Regions from separate parts of the Sus scrofa genome. Here region 2 is linked to region 1. Evidence: chromatin contacts called from public HiChIP or PLAC-seq data. All regions are on one chromosome and are shown on one strand. The core of a region is the stretch at or near the end of the contact, and the rest is flanking DNA. Distances in the headings are between cores, read along the strand shown. Region 1 holds the start of SH2D3A (SH2 domain-containing protein 3A). Region 2 holds the start of TNFSF9 (tumor necrosis factor ligand superfamily member 9).

Region 1 (2,565 bases), core at 50-2,549:
ACTTCCTGTTTGTCAGCAGGGCCAGGCCTGGCCTTCATCTTAAGAGTCTCCTGGACTCCAGCTTCGTCTGTCTTATGTGCCCCTTAGTGGATGTGGCGGTGGGTCACTGACAAATCTCTGGTTAGTTCAGGGGGAGCTCAGCATGGGCTCAGGTCAGCCACAGGCCAATTAAGTCATCCTCCTGCCCTGCATCCTTTGGAATAATTTCTGGATATCTGGGCAGGGGAGAGAGGAAGAGGGCAGAATCAGGAGAGGTGGATGGTAAGAAGCACACCTGGGGAAAAGAGGTAGGGGATTATTCATGCTCTAGGGATCACATACATGTAAAGAAAGGGACAGCCACTCGGACAGAGACAGTTGGACAGAGGACTCAGATGTGAGCAAACACCGACTGGTTGAAGGCATACAGCATGCCAGACCCTGGAGAAACAGGAATGAATGAGACCAAGGCCCATCTGGTGGCCAAGACACACAACAAACAGAGACACAATGAATGAAGAAAATAATGTCTAAGGGTAAACAATGAAGATGATGAAACAGGGAGGTGTGATAAGGAAGGCAGGACAAGTTTGGCTGCCTTAAATAGGCAGCCCACCAGGTGACAAGGGAGCTGAGATCTCAGTGGAGGAGAGACAGTTATGCCAAGACGTGGAGAGAAAGCAGTCCAGGTGGAGGGTAGAGTACCTGCAAAGGCCTGGGGCCTGCTTTTTACATTTTATGTCAGCAGGGAGGCTGGTGTGGCTGAGTGCTCTGAGCCAGGAGCTAAGTGGAGAGCAGTGAGGTCGGCAATGGGTGAGATGATGCAGGGACTGGAGGACTTCGAATTTTCACCTCAGCAGGATGGAAGGGGAGCTACGAAAGGGTTTGACCTGAACGAGGGGCACCATCTGATTTGTGCTTTAAAAAGATCGCTGGGGCAAAAGTGGAAGCAAGGAGGCACTCCATGTTGCACAGGAAACACGCTTGGAGGAGGATGCCCAGGTACATGGACACGCGTGAAGTACAGCCACCCAATCAGGTGACCCCTTTTACATTCCCGGACGCGCGTGGACAGACACCCAGATCCTTCCTGCGAGCCGGTGGTCCCACCTGCAAAAAAGAGGGCTCCCAACCCCAGTAATAAGCCGATCCTGGATCTGCCTGGGGCCCCTCACTTACCTGGGCCGGGACCCGCGGAGCTCCCAAGAACCTGAGGCCAGGCGGAAGCCTGAAGCTCTGAGGCTCCCCTCCCCTCCCTCCCTGCCCCAGCCAGGTCCAGCCTTCACCAGCCGCGCCCGAAGGGAACCGAGCCCCATCACCTGGTCCCGCCTACTTAAAAACACTACCCCAGCAGGCCCCGCCCCTTCTTCAGCTGTACCTCCGGGGCTATCGCCCCGCCCCTTTGTTCTTGCTCCTCCTCCTCAGAAACGTCTTGGCGTTAACCACGCCCCCTTGGGAGGAAAAACCACCTTCCCATAGACCACGCCCCCTTGGGAACTCCTTAAGTATCTACCAGTGGGCCCCGCCCTCTCGGAACTTGCCCTGTCCTCCTCTGAGTGGCCACGCCCACTCATTTCCTAGGCCCTCTTTCAGTTCCGCCCCTTACGACCCGGCCCCTTGATTCCGTTTAGGGCCTCGAGCTGGCCGTAAGCACCCCCGACCCCTGGGGACAGGGCATGGGGATTGTCTTCTAGCCCTTCCGGGTAGGGGCGGGGCGGCCCCTACCGGCCCTCTCGCCCGGCAGGGAGTGACAGTGGCCGTGACGTAACGGGGTGCGCTTCCTCCTGACCGCCGCCCCCGGGTTTCCGGGAAGGAACCCCATTGAGGGTTCGTGTTTTGTGGAGAGAGATGCGGGAAAACACGACAGCTTCTCCCAGTAATCGGAAGTTGGAATTGATCAAAACTCTGGCGGGACGTGGGGGGTAAACATTCGGGTGGTTTCCTGGGTGGAGGGAAGGAGTGGAAGGGGGCTTCCATCATGCTGCCTGGAGACTAGCATGAGAAAGGTGGGAGGGATCCGGAACCAGAAAGAGGACGCTCTGGTCAAGTTTACTGAAGTCAGTAACAGAATTGAAAGCCACAGTGGCTGCTAACATTCATTAAGTGCTTACTGTATGCCAAGACTGTTACGCTTGTTGACTTTCGTCAATGCATTGCATTTTAACATAGACCTCTCAATGAGATGGGTACTATTTTCACCGCCCCCACTTTCTGGATGCAGAAATTGAGGTATGCGGCAACGAAGTCGTTTGCCCAAGTTTGACACGGCTTGTGATTGGTCATTGGTCGAGGTGGGAATCAAGCCCAGAGCCCTGGAACGCTATCCTGTCCTCCTCTGAAACTGGCAGCCCCATCTCTGATCCCTACCATAATTGTAAACGGTGAAGATTACTGTCATTTTACAGATGAGGAAATTGAATAAAGAGCCATCGATGCTTGGGGATGAAAGTTTTGGTGCCTGTAGGACCGAAAATCTGGGAATTTCCAGACTGGGCTTTCCCCCTTGTCAATGTGGAAGAGACTCCAGTCTCAAAACAGGCTGACTCGTGTCTTTTCCTTGACCCACTCTTGTCTGATTTTGGTACA
Region 2 (2,565 bases), core at 24-2,523, 190 kb before region 1:
TTTGAGAGATGGTACAAGAAGAAAGCTAGAGTTGAATTCATCCTCTTTACTCAGAAGGACAGCTAGAATCCAGACGGCCATAGATCATTCCAGGCAGAGGGACATCAGGTGCGATGGCAAGTGGCAGAATCTTCTGGAAGGTTCCTTCAGACACTGATGGCAGGGGGCCCGCTCCTAGACTGTCAATAGGTGTCGGTTGAGGTGCTATAAGTTCAGAACTAAGAGGTGATGCTGGTTGGGGCATCACACCTTATAAACCAAACTGCTGGTACAACGGAAAAGGAAGCTTTTAGCACCTGTGTGTCAATAATAGTGTCATGATTGTTCGGCCTCCTAGTTCCCCAGAGAGGCTTAATATGAGATTGAATACAGGGCCTGAAACTGACCCTTGTTCTGTGGAACCCAAACTCCCCCCTACTCCCCATTTCCTGGGCCCCTGGTGGACAGTAGACCACAGAGATCAACCACACATCCCCTCCCCACCTCCCCTCCTCTGTCTACAGGGAGAGTGCGGTCTGGAGAGGGTGAAGAAAAGTTGACTGGTGGCTACCCGGCTGGACTGGGCAGAGCAGGGCTTCTGTGGGAGCCCAGGGCTTTTCTAGGGCTGGCCATCTCTCAATCCAGGGTTGCTTCCTCTTTTGGGGACCGAGTTTTGGCAGCTTCTCTGCTCCTCCTCCCGCCCCCGCCTACACCACGGGAGAGCAAACGGGAAATTTGAGTTTCCTTCGCCTCACTCGAGATTGTCCTTTTCCTACAAGGGGAATTTCTCCACCTGGACTCTCCAACCTTCTGCTTGTGGGGTCTAGGGGGCCGCTGACGGGAAGCGTCTAGGTGGGTGGGGGCAGGCCAGGGACGACCCAGGGGTCCCTAGGAAAGGGGGGCGAGGGTCGAGCATGGCACTTAGGGTTCCACTGGGGGGAGGGGTCTTTTGCTCCGGAGGTGAAGGGGGATAAGGCCTGGCTGTCCTCTGAGCCCCCTGAAGAAGTGCTGGGTTTAGGGGAGCCCTGGGGGAGCCCCAGTGCTGGGGGCCTAGGGAGTGAGAAGAAACTCGGGAGAGAGGCAGAGAGACAGAGAAGCAGAGAGGCCCAGGGAGCTAACTGGGGAGACGAAAGAGAATTAGATAATAGGATTTGGTGGAGCAGGGCTTGGAGGGCGAGAGAGAGAGAGAGAGAGAGAGAGAGAGAGAGAGAGAGAGAGAGAGAGAGAGAGAGAGAGAGAAAGGAGATGGAGAGAGGGAGAGATCTAGGGAAAAGAAAGTTAGGGAAAGTTCTGACCGAAGGTGGAAGGGGCGGGGCGGGGCGGGCGGGAACCAACGTACCCAGCACATCGCTGGGATCCCCGGCGGCCACTCCCCGGAAAGCAGCGCTTCCGGATTGGGTATAAAGTGAGTTGCGCTGGGACCCGGACCGCAGCTGTCCGTCGCCGGCCATGAGCTCCAGCTCCGACGTCGACCAGGACCCCGAGGCCCAGAGGCCTCCCGCGCCCCGAGGCCGAGCTTGCAGCCCCTTGCCCTGGGCCTTGAGCGCCGCGCTGCTAGTGTTCGCAGCCGCCAGCGCCGTCTGCCTGGTGCGCTCCTGGACCGCGCCCGGGGCCCCCGCCGCGCCCGGTCCCGCGCCCAGCCCGCGACTGCCAGAGGGTCCGGAGTTGACGTCCGACGCCCTGGCCGGCTTCCCAGACTATCCACAGGTGAGATGCGGCCCGATCAGGAACCCAGGCGAGACCCCAGTCCCACCCCGGGACCCCTTCTCCATCTAGAGGCCCTCGGCGAGGCTCTTTCTGCACCTCAAGCCGAGGGTGGAGGGACACAACGCCCCCACCCGTCCTCTTTGGACCTCCGAGGGCACCCTTTCTTTATCCAGGACTTCGTGGGGGCACCCCTTCTCTACCTACACGCCGTGAGACCCTATCTGCATCCCGGGCCCCAGAGGGGATCTTTCTCCATCGCGGAGCCCAAGGGGCCTTTTATCTTGAACAGTTGATGGGGCTCCCCCTTTCTTTCCTCATTCCCGGAGAACCTCAATTTTCTCTCGGACCTCTGGGGTATCCGATTTTCCCTGCCGACTCTCCTGTGCCAAGTCTCCCTGGAGGACTCTCTTTTCCCTCCTGAGTTCTCGGGGTGCCGCCCTTGCAGACGGCGGTACTGGGGTAGGGTGTGCGTACCTGTGTGTGTGTGCGCGCTCGCCCCCGCGCGCGCGCTCATTTGGAGCGGGATGGGAACGTAGATTCAAGGCCTGCGCAGATCCTGGGGACCCCGCCGCCTTTCCAGAGGGCTGCGGGTGCGGGAAGGAGGGCCCTCCATCCACTCTCTGCTTTTCCTCTGTCGGCAGGGCATGTTCCAGCAGGATGTTTTCGCGCAGCTGGTGGTGGCGGAGGGTGGTGAGTGACTCCCCACGACATGGGGGGGGTGGGGTTGGAAGGGGAGGGTGGGGGGTGCACCAAGGCGAAGAGCCCCGGGAGAGGGAGGCCTCTTCTCTGACCCAATCTGACCCTCTTTCTCCCCTTTCTCTGAAAAACATCCCCTCTCCTTTTAGAACCTTCTCTGTCACTCTGGGACTCTTCCTCTAA

Evidence for each region. HiChIP or PLAC-seq counts read pairs in DNA pulled down with a chosen protein or histone mark.
Region 2: a contact with region 1 is called in an H3K27ac HiChIP or PLAC-seq map of alveolar macrophages. The contact joins the promoter of TNFSF9 here to the promoter of SH2D3A in region 1. A contact is called at or near these places in 3 of 5 promoter capture datasets (fetal liver and liver), 18 of 47 Hi-C or Micro-C datasets (alveolar macrophages, embryonic fibroblasts, epiblast stem cells and 11 more) and 2 of 2 datasets of contacts at active chromatin or transcription factors (alveolar macrophages and skeletal muscle).

The regions. Positions count from the first base shown.
Region 1 is chr2:72,393,026-72,395,590 of Sscrofa11.1, reverse strand. SH2D3A (SH2 domain-containing protein 3A) reads right to left here and starts at 1,299. Exons shown (of 9, transcript XM_021083981.1): 1 at 1,159-1,299.
Region 2 is chr2:72,581,542-72,584,106 of Sscrofa11.1, reverse strand. TNFSF9 (tumor necrosis factor ligand superfamily member 9) reads left to right here and starts at 1,273. Exons shown (of 3, transcript XM_003480815.3): 1 at 1,273-1,686; 2 at 2,328-2,376. The coding sequence starts at 1,429.